Linked DNA regions of Oryctolagus cuniculus: all the other regions are linked to region 3. Evidence: chromatin contacts called from public Micro-C data. All regions are on one chromosome and are shown on one strand. Each heading gives the region's core, a stretch centred on a gene start, on an enhancer-like site or on the middle of the called end of the contact. The rest is flanking DNA. Distances are from core to core; before and after follow the strand shown.

Region 1 (3,914 bases), core at 224-2,723, 410 kb before region 3:
TTCCACCACACCAGCACGGGAGACCAGGAGGAAGCACCTGGCTTCTGGCTTTGGATCGGTAAAGTGCGCTGGCCGTAGCGGCCATTTTGGGGGTGAACCAATGGAGGGAAGACCTGTCTTTCTGTGTCTCTCTCTCTGTCTAACTCTGCCTGTCAAAAAAAAAAAAATTTTTTTTTTCACTGACCACTCTCAAGTAACTTAAAAAGTACTTAGGTACACTGAAATAAAATGATGCTACTTTTCACATTCATATATTTGTGGGGTTTTTTTTTTTGGAAAATATATACTTTTTTAAAAACTTATTTGAAAGGCAAAGTGACAGAGATGGAGACAGAGTGAATTTCCAATCTGCTGGTTCACTCCTCAAATGCCTGCAACTGCCAGGGCTGAAACAGGCCCATGCCAGGAGCCTGGAACTCCATCATGTCTCCCACTTGGATGGCAGGGACCCAAGTACTTGGGCCATCTCCTGCTGCTTGCCCAGGCACATTAGTAGCAAGCTGGATTGGAAGCAAACAGCCAGGACTCAGCTTAACCCACTTTGCCAGAACACCAGCCCCAAAGTTACAGTTTTAATACAAATATTAACATGTAAGTTTATTATTTTTCATGAATTGAACTCTTCCGGTTCATATTAATAGGTAAATATTAGATACAGCCCACATAAACAAAAACTTGGGTGCTCAATAATTCTTGGGAGTGCAAATGGGTCTTGAGACCTAAACAGTTTGAGAACTGCTGGAGCAGACTAGCCCCTCCTGGAATTCTCTTTTGGTTCTTTCAATCACCATGTCCTGACCGTGTCTATCAATGCCAGGTCATTTTGCATGATGGGGATAGCGGTGAGACAGGTAGGCACTACAGAATGGCGCCAGCATCCCAGTTGTTCATACGCTGCAGAGAAGAAATTGAAGTGGGAGCGAGGGTGTTAGACTGAGGCTGGGATCGTGACTTTTTTGTGCCTAGCCTGATCGCGGAAAGGAAGGTCCTGTGGATTCTCTGACCGCTGCGGCTGGCTCACTCCTCTGGCCCCGTGGGCCGCCGCCGGGTTTGCTTACTCTGCTAAGCGGGACCTTCTTCAAGCGCTCCTAGTTACATTTGCACTCCAGTCGCGCAGCGACCCCACTCGGCTCCACACCGAAGTCTAACGGGGAGTCCCCGCGACAGCCAGCATTCGGTACACGGCACTCCCTCAGTACGTGTGGCGTTCACTAACGGGTCAGCTGAGCCCGGAGAGAAAAAGCGACTCGGGCTAAGCCTGCGGGTTTGAGTCGGGTCCAGCGGCTTCCAACTCTGACGGGAGGGCTCGCTCCAAAAAGGTCATCAACGCTCCCCTCCACAGAACTGTGTCACGTTCAGTCAGAGCCTTCAACAAGAGGAAAAGCCTAGGCAGCTTCCAAAACAAACACGCCCCTCAGCGCCCGCCCTGTCACGCCGCCGGGCTCGGCTGTCACGTGACCCGTAGCCCGGCTCTCGCGCAGGCGCAGTGGGCTTTTCCGCGCCATTCCAAACATGGCGACTCCGCTGGGCGGCATGTTCTCCGGGCAGCCACCGGGGCCCCCGCCACCAGGGTCTGGACTCCCGGGCCAGGCTTCGTTACTTCAGGCAGCGCCAGGAGCTCCGAGAAGTTCTAACAGTACCTTGGTGGACGAGTTGGAATCATCATTCGAGGTAAAATGAGACTTAGAAGTCTCCCCCCAGCCCTCCCCCCTTCCCTGCCACGTGAACTGCGCTTGCGCCAGTTCTCCAGCGCTGCCAGTGCCACTTAACAAGTGGGGAAACCGAGGTTTGGAGAACGTACGTCCCTTGCTTCAGGCTCCTCGTTGAGTGGTGGCGGAAGCGTGCGGATTCGACGTTTCTGTGGAGAGACGTGCTCTCGAGGTTTGCTTGCCCTCCCGACCTCGGGACCCTTCCCGGGTCCCCGCGTGTTTAGCAGGGGGCGCATTTTCTGTGGAGCGCAGGTTTCACCGCCTCAGCCTCTCCGCTGAAGTTCACTCTTGGGGGGCGCTGGGGTTCTCTCGAGACTCGATTTCAAGGCCTCATTTCCTGTGAGACTTTTCCTGTTTCCTCCGCCGTTTTCTGTGTGGACCGCTCGTGGCTCAGGGCACCTGCTTCTCATTTCTATCTGGGTGCGACCCTTTGACGTCCGTGACGGTAGGGAATTTTTATATATATAAGTGTGTGTGTATATATATATGTATATATATAGGCTCTTTGGTGGAAGGAGTTGAGGTCGTTCACTCTTGATGTGGAAGGGAGCTTTGGTGGCCACCTACTCCCATCCCCTCCTTTTATAGATGGAGAAGCTGAGGTTCAGAGAGGGCAAGGAAACAGCCTCCCAAATTGGGTTTGTGGGAATGAGAATTAGCACGTAGGCCTCCTGGCTTTCCATGCAAAGGTTCTGTCCTAGGGAATTTCTAAAAAGCATACTTTTGTATTATACATTTTCTAAAGCTGTCAATGGAAATCTGTGTAATCATAAATGTATATGTGTATGTATATATATGAGATGTGTGTGTGTGTGTGTGTGTGTATAGTTTTTAAGAGGGGAGAAGAAGGTACTAAATTCATGAGGTCAGATTTCAATCCCACTCTGTTTGGGGCCCAGCCACCCCTGAGGGACCAGCCCAGCTTTGTGAGACAGTTTGTGACTTAGTTGGCCCTCTGGATGGGAGGTTTTCCGTTAACCATAGGTTTCATGAAGAAGGTACATGCTGCTCACATCCCACGTCCAATAGGAATTAACTCGCTTTTTTTTTAAAAGGTTGATTGATTGATTTGAAAGGCAGAGTTAGAGGGAGAGATCTTCCATCCACTGCTTCACCCCCCAATTGGCTGCAGTGGCCGGAGCTGTGCCAATCCAAAGCCAGGAGCCAGGAGCTTCCAGGTCTCCCATGTGGGTGCAGGGGCTCAAGCACTGGGGCCATCTTTTACTACTTTCCCAGACCATAGCAGAGAGCTGGATTGGAAGCGGAGTAGCTGGGACTCAAACTGGTGCCCATACAGGATGCCAGCACTGCAGGCAGTGGCTTTACCTGCTATGCTGCAGCACTGGCCTCCGGGATTAACTTTCAAAGTAATACATAGAGACTACCGGGAGGGGGATGCGAGCCGAAGGACTGGTAGGCACTGTTTCTGTTGTGTGCGTGGTGGCGACTACCAGACTGTGCGCAGAGAGGGACACGCAGATGGAAGATTGCAGTAGGTGGGAAAAGCGAGGAGGCCCTGGGGGCGTACCTCGTCCTGCCCACCATTCCTCCTAGGGCCCAACATCTGAAAACAGATGGAAAACAAAAGCCCAGGTGCTTCCCTGACCCAGCCAATTCTCTTGCTAGTATTCTAGCCTACAGAATTCCCCATTGGAAATAAATGTTCAATTTGGGAAAACTTATTATAGCCATTAGAATATTCTGAAGACATTAAGACCACAGTACAGAGGCCGGCGCTGTGGCACAGTAGGGTAATCCTCCGCCTGCGAAGCCAGCATCCCATCTGGGTGCTGGTTCAGGTCTTGCCTGCTTCTCTTCTGGTCCAGCTGGCTACTATGGCCTGGGAAAGCAGTAGAAAATGGCCCAAGCGCTTGGGCCCCTGCACCCATGTTGGGAAACCCAGAAGCATCTCTTGGCTTCGGATTGGCCCAGTTCCAGGCGTAGTGGCGGCCATTTGGGGAGTGAATCAGCGGATGGAAGACCTTTCTGTCTCTCCCTCTCACTGACTGTAATTCTACTTCTCAAATAAATAAATAAAATCTTAAAAAAAAAGTAATACATAGAGTATACCATTTATTTTTCTGATTTGCTGAGCAATGACCAGTATTTCCCTAGTCTTCTCTGTAAATCAAGTGGTGAAACTGAAAGTAGAATTTTCCGCGCAGTTGATTGTGTGCACAGCACCAAAGCCAGGCTTGAGAGTGG
Region 2 (3,457 bases), core at 870-3,369, 260 kb before region 3:
AATAAAATATAGTAAAGAAATATTGGAGAGTTTACAAACAAAACAACAAAGTTAGCAGGAACCTAAAGCTGAGCAATTAAATGCCACAAAATAAGAAAAATATCACTGACTGTTAGTTTACTAACTGACCTTACGTTAAGAACAAATGACATATGCAGTGGTTCTCAAAGTATAGAATAGTTCTGTGCTGTCCAATGCCGTAGCCAACAGTCCCAGGTGCCTACTCAGTCTTTGAAATGTGGCTAGTGTAAATAAGATACAAATTCTTAGCCTTGGTAAGAAAAACAAGAATGTTAACTTATCTTGTTAGTAATTCATGTTACTGGGAGTGGGCATTTAGATTAATGGTTCAGATAAGTATCTCCCAAACCCAAGTTCTATTCCAGCTCCAGTTCCTTACTCCAGTCCCCAGCTAATACAGACCCTGGTAGGTAGTAGTGATTTATCCAGTAACTGGGTTCCTGCCATTCACACAGGGGACCTGATTGTATTCTCAGCCCAGCCACAGCCCAGTTGGCTGTTGTGGGCATCTGGGGAATAGATGTGATCTCTCTCTCTCTCTGCCACTCAGATAAATAATTCTTATTTTGGATATATTTAGATAAGAAATTAATACCCTTTCTAGCTTTCTATTTCATTAAGCTCTCCAGGCTGTACATATTTCATTGCTAGGGAGACTGTAAGTGTTAACAGTATATTCCATGCACTCTTAAGCCTCTATGCGTTTGCTTTAACTGATTAACCTAGAATACCCATCTTGTCTTTTCAGAAATTAAGACATCTCAATAATTTCAAAATTATGGGCAATCCAAATGCTATCTTATCCATAACCTGAACAAATCCATGAACATTATGATTCTTCATAAAATGGTTAAAACACAAAACAGTAGAATATATTCATTCAATGATTTATCTATATGTCCTTAATATAGAAAGCTTTTGTTCTCTAAAAGTTAACAGTAAAGTCTAAAAGTGTTATTTCTAGAGAGGGAAGACAACTCAAAAGGAGCAAGATGCACAGGCAGCTTTGTAAGGGTCTATTTCTTCAGGTGGTTATGGCTACATAGTGAGGAACAGGAGGGAGAAATGTCTTCCCTCCAACTTCCTAGGTTCTTTGGCTGGTCTACCAGTGAAGTTGCCCTAAGACAGATTCAACAGAAACAACAACAACAACAACAACAAAAAGTAAGGGACAGGAGTCCCAGAAAAAGAGATGACAGCTTACACTTACGGAATATCCTGGGCTACACAAAGCAACCGGGTTTCTGGTTGGGAGGTGGTGACACAAGTTATGAGAGGGTGCAAAGAGGAAACGTGTGGAGACTATAGATCAGCAGAGAACAGAAGTGTGAAGGAGTCCTCTTCCAGATACAGATAGTTCAGTAGTCTCCTAATTTCTTTGACAGACCTAACTTCAAGGATAGCTTTTCACAGCTCCTCCAGAGCTGGCAGTTCCTTATAACAGCTCAAAATAAGCCCAGCAAGTATATTTTAGAGAGGCATGTTCTCGTCTCCTACTGTCATGTTTTGGGGTGGTTTGTCCTAAGCAGCCCCCAATAAAAGTATTCGTTTTTGTCTGACGCAGTTTCACTTTTCTCCCCCAAAAAAGGTTTTAAAGACTGAGTTCCTGTTCCTCACCGTGACCACTTAGCTAGATTTTCCCATTCTCTCCGTTCTCCTTTAACACACTGTAGCTACGCAGGACTGTAAACTAAGCTTTGAAAGCTGGCACGTCCCGAGCCAGCTCAGCTAAATAAAATCATACGCTGCTTCCAGACGTCAGCCCCTCGGGCCCTGGAGAGACCGCGGCCCGTGGAGACCTCGGAACGCCTCCCTCAGCCTACCGGGGAGCGTCTCCCCGCTCACGAGCAGCCGGGCTGCGGTCCGGGCTTCCCGAACGCCCCATCTCCCCCTCCTCTCCGCATCTCCCGCCCCTGCGGCGGGAACACAGATTGTTCCCCTCAGCAGATCCCTGTTCTCACCCATGGAGGAGCTTTTTTTCTCGTCTCACCACCAGACGCACGATCCCGCTAGGCCTAGCGCCACCAGCCCTGTCCCGAAAGTAGAACAGCAGCTCCGCCAGCCCTCCCTGACGACACCACTTCCGGCCAAGCCAACGCCCCCTCTCCTTAGAAACGCCACTTCCCACCGGGAAACACCCGACGCGCATGCGCTCAAAGCGCGGGCAGAGCCAGAGGGACAGGATTCGGTTCTCTCCGCTCTCGCCTCTGGCGCGCTCGCGGAAGTCTCGCGGTATTTCCTTCTCTCGCGAGAGTTATTTGAACGTTCTGGCGGGTAACCACGCCCCAAGTGGCGTTCTGAGGAGAATTCGGTGTTGGGGCGGTCGGGCCAGAAGCACTGAAGCGGGCAAGGATAGTCCTGGCCGGGTCACCTCGCCATGGGAGCGGAAAAGAGAGTGCTGCCGGTTAAGGAGGCCTTTCAGCTGGCGCAGCAGCCGCACCAGAACCAGGCGAAGCTGGTGGTGGCGCTGAGCCGCACCTACGGCACGGTAAGCGCCGGAATGGCTGTGGGCCCTTCGCCGCCTTCGCCCAGCCCTGCCTTGGCTCAGCCTCCCCCAGGAGCTTCCCCGGGACCCTTCGGACTCGGCCCGCGCGACTCCACCTCCTCCGCTGTGGCGAGCCGCTTTGGAGTGAAGTACGGAGAGGTCGGGCGACTCGCCCAGAATGGCTGGAAGCCCTGGCGCCGTCCACTTTCTCTTCGCGGTCCTTACCCCCGGCCGGAGATGGGGGCGGCGCGAACCGTTAGTCCGGAGGGTGACCCGAGGCGTCCGGGCTCTCAGTGTCGGGTCGCCGAGTAGGTCGTGGACCCCAAGGCTCGGTGGTCCTTGCCCGTCGGGCCCCCGCTCACAGCAGAAAAGCCAGCCATCATCAAATCAGTCTCATCCCGCCCTATGTCAAATTGAGTCCAGCGTCCAAGCAGATTACTCGCGAGGACCTTTCCCTTCCTGTTCACCTAAATACCGTGTGTTTGTTTTGAGTGAAGCCGTGGGAAGAACAGGACAATGAAGCTCGGAAGATAGATTATCTTGAAGTCTAAGAAAAACTAAGTATAGCAAGGGCTTTGAGGATATGAGGTAGGATGTGAAAGTTTTATCAAAAAGGAATTGCGGGGTGATGAGCAAATTAAATACGGTACATAAAAAAGCCAGCGTAGGTTTTGAGTTTTTCCATGAAGAAGCATGCTTCTACTAACGTGATTCTAAAGACATGTAAAGAAGTATCAAAAGAGTCCATTCACTGTCAAAATTTATGGTTGCAGACTCTTTGGGGGAAGCAAATTACATCGTGGAGAGAAGTTTGTGCAAGCTTATTTTTCCCTTTTTGCTGGTGTGGATACTTCAGAGTTTACAAAAAAGTTTTTCGTTTGAATTAGGGCCGGTGCTGTCAGCAATGTTAAGGTAATGTTTTGGAAAAAAGTATTACCAGTGCAGTTCAGT
Region 3 (3,430 bases), core at 492-2,991:
ACTTACTACCACCTCCTTTCCAGTTGAGAAAACCAGGAAGATCCTAAGGCGCTAACCAAACCCACCTGAGAGCGGGATGGGCGGTAAGGAGCGCGAGGCGGTGCAAAAACAGCTGCAGACACGGTGCGAGCTGTTTTCCTAAGCCACGAAGGTTTACTCCTCAACTCCAAACGCCAGGATTTACTGGCCAGCGCGGCAAGGTGAGGCTACTCGCCACCGTCCGCTCCTTACACAACACAACCTTCCTCTCCACCTCTGCCCCGTCCCCCGCGTCCAACACAAACACGCACGACACGCCCCAGCCCGCAACTCGTGCTGGCTCCTCCGTATCCATGCCCGCGAGACCAACCTGCTGCATAACAGATCCACGCAAACGTCTCACTCAGGGGCGGGGGGGGGGGTCCAAGAAGTGACTTGCAGCAAGGTGGGGGAGCCCCATCACTTCCCGCCACCCTAAACAACCCACGGAACGAGATCCCCAAGACCAGAAGTTTGAAGAGGAAGCGAGGAGACCCCACCAAAAAGAAAGACGGGATCCGCAGAGGTGGGGAGCGCGGGGTGTGTGAGCGTGTATGTCCGAGTGTGCAGGGAAGAGTCCATCACATGACACAAAAAGGACCAGAGCCGTCCCGGCGTCCGCGCGGGGTGGGGAGGGGGTGGAGGGTGCCGTTCCCTTGGCAACACCCCCCATCCGTCCAGACTTCCAAAGAGGGAGGAAGAACTTCAAATCCCAACCGTCAGCGCTCGAGCGGCTCCTTCTTAAAGAGGTACACACAGCGCCGGCGCCGCCGCCGAGCGCGAGAGGGCAGAGTTGGGCGCCCCCCGCCCCAAGGGCAACGCCCCCGCCGCCCCTCGCCCGACCACCCGCGATCCCCGCCCCGCGAGCGCCCCGAGGGTCCCCGGGGTCCGAGTCCCCGGGAAATCCGCGGCGTCGAGCGGCCCGGCCCCCGGGGGCGCCAAGGGGGTGTGTGTGCGCTCGGCGGGGGCGCGGACCAGCCCGCCTTCCTCCCGCCGCCCTGCCCGCCGGCTCCGCTCTCCGCCCGGGCGCCGACCCGCCGGGCGGCTTCCTCCCTCTTGACAGGGGCCACGGCGGCCGGCGACGGGGGCGCCGAGCACTTTCGGGCAGAGCGAGAGCCAGCGGCCGCCTCAGGGGCTCGGCGAGCGGGTCCGAACTAACAGTTCCCGGGGAGCCCAAGAGCCGAGGAGCCGGAGGAGCGCGGAGCGCGCCAGGCGAGGAGCCCCAAGACAAAAGGCGAGCGCCGGAGCCGCCGCCGCTCCCATCGCGCTCCCCCATTGAACTGACCCGAACGGGAGATTCAACTAAACCCCTCAGCCTCAAACTCCTCGGGCTGCGGCAGCCGTCGCCGCGCGGAGCCCGGGGCCCCGATCCGTGTCTCTCTTACCTACACAGTGCATGAGACGGTGGCGCCAAGAGTCGAGTTCCCGCCGGAATCCTCTCCTCTCCGCCGCGCACCGAGGGCTCCGGCACTGAGCAGCGGCGGCGGCGGCAGCAGCGGCGGCGGCAGCGGCCATTCTCTCTCTTCCCTTGTCCATCTGCGTCCCGCGTCACGCGCCCTCATTTACATACGAGCGGCGCAGGCACGAGGCAGGGGCGCGAGCCCTCAGCGCGAGCCCCGGAGCGCGCGCCCCCCGGAGGGGGGTTGATTGACACGTGTCACTACCTTCCCTCTGCCCTTCCCTCCCCCTCCCACCGCTCCCTCAGGGAGAGGCGGGGAGGGAGCGAGAGGAGAAGGAAGCAACCTGCCGCTTCCGCTGACCCCGCCTCCCCATCCACTCCCCTCTCCCCCCTCCCCCCGGAGTTTACTCATGCGAGCCATACGGCTCCCGCCGCCCGCGAAAACCCTGAGCGGGAGCTGGAGACCCAGCGCCCCGCCAGGAACCCGCTCGCTAATGGAGCGGACTCGTAACGCCTCCCTTCTGCCTTCGCGCCGGGCTCCGGCTGTAGGGGACTTCAGTTCCCATGCTCCATTGCGCCAGAGTCCCGAAGCGGAGCCAGCTGTCAGGGCTCGGTGCATGCCGGTCATTGTAGTCCAGCAGGGAGGCGCACTCGCCGGTCTTCACACCCTTGAGCTCGAAGACCGGCCTTAGCCTCCTCTGAGCGGTAAGCCTTGTGCGCTTAGCTTCCCACAGGCAGCGTCGCGGTCCGACCCAGCCGTGGTCACTTAGGCTCTGCGCTGGAAGGGCCAAGTGGAAACCGTTCCGATGCAACCTTCGCTGTGTGTTTTTAAGTACTGGAAACTTTTCGGGGTTCCTGTCATCTCGTAACTCGCAGGGAAAAGGCAAGCCTGTCACTGAGCCGCATCTGAAATTACTGCCTTACGACCCAGTGACTTCATTTTCCAAGACAAAGAGCTCGCGGAAAGCGAGAATATTTGTAAGAACTGGGGAAAAGATGCGGAGCTTCTCACTGAAAATCATTTGTAGGGTATTGAATAAAGCTGACTGAAAAACTACAGAAGAAACTTCTTAGGCTCCGCAAACCGTGAACTCCTGTAGGGCAGCTATCCTCTGAACCTCCTCTACCATGACATCGTCCCCCTGGGTCGCCCGACCCTAGAACAGCGCTTGGCAGGTCGTTTAGCGCCTTCCAAATGTTGTGGGATAAGTTCTGCGCCGTGCTGGAGAAAGTAACTTCTTCCAAGACAGTCAGGAGTCTTGATTAAATGTAGACTCCAATTACATTTTTCAATTTTTGCTCAAAAGACTCAGTGGAAGTTTGTTTCTTTGTGCAGGGACCAAACCAGTTTGCTGAGAAGTACTGTGCATTACTGGAAATTTATGCATAAGTATGTGGGAAATGAATTCTTCTTGGAAACACATAAATTCGGGAACCAAACTTCCTGTTTTATGGATTGTGCTTATCCATCTTCCATCTCTCTCTCTCTTTCTCCTTTCTCCCTCTCTCCCTCCCTCCCTCTCTCTCTCTCTTTCTCTCTCTCTCTCTCTCTCTCTCTCTCACACACACACACACACACACACACACAGAGTGTTTCCTTGTTTATCATGACCTCGGTAATGAAGATGTAATTTCATAAATTTTTTTTTAAATATAGTTTGAAATCTTATAACCACCAGTTCTAGATTAGTCACAATTGGAAGGTAGGTGAAATCACTAACGAAAGTGCTTCCAGAATTATCGGTAGATAGTTTCTACTTATAATTGCCAAGATGATCCACCTTTGTATCTTTCCTGACCACTTTTATTAGTTAGAGTGGGGCTGATTATAATGCAGTATCAAAAAACCTGAAGCTCTTAATAGCTTAAAACAACAACAGCAAGGACAGAAATGTACTTCCTGCTTATCTGTAGGTTCATCTGAAAGGATAGCAGTTTATTCTCTGTGGTTCTCTAAGCAATGGAATGGCTTAGGGGTACTTGAATCTCTGGGTCTCCCCACCTTGTGTGGTA

Evidence for each region. Hi-C and Micro-C count contacts between places; a contact is called where the count stands out from the background.
Region 1: a Micro-C map of ear pinna shows a contact between it and region 3, with 12 times the contacts expected there. The contact joins the promoter of MED28 here to the promoter of LCORL in region 3. A contact is called at or near these places in 2 of 6 Hi-C or Micro-C datasets (ear pinna and an unstated tissue).
Region 2: a Micro-C map of ear pinna shows a contact between it and region 3, with 8 times the contacts expected there. The contact joins the promoter of DCAF16 here to the promoter of LCORL in region 3. A contact is called at or near these places in 2 of 6 Hi-C or Micro-C datasets (ear pinna and an unstated tissue).

The regions. Positions count from the first base shown.
Region 1 is chr2:12,799,207-12,803,120 of mOryCun1.1, forward strand. MED28 (mediator complex subunit 28) reads left to right here and starts at 1,474. Exons shown (of 4, transcript XM_002709367.5): 1 at 1,474-1,671. The coding sequence starts at 1,513.
Region 2 is chr2:12,947,592-12,951,048 of mOryCun1.1, forward strand. It overlaps DCAF16 (DDB1 and CUL4 associated factor 16), which reads right to left and starts at 2,120. Exons shown (of 5, transcript XR_011386201.1): 1 at 1,983-2,120. It overlaps NCAPG (non-SMC condensin I complex subunit G), which reads left to right and starts at 2,189. Exons shown (of 21, transcript XM_002709370.5): 1 at 2,189-2,509. The coding sequence starts at 2,399.
Region 3 is chr2:13,211,604-13,215,033 of mOryCun1.1, forward strand. LCORL (ligand dependent nuclear receptor corepressor like) reads right to left here and starts at 1,742. Exons shown (of 8, transcript XM_051841977.2): 1 at 1,404-1,742. The coding sequence starts at 1,554.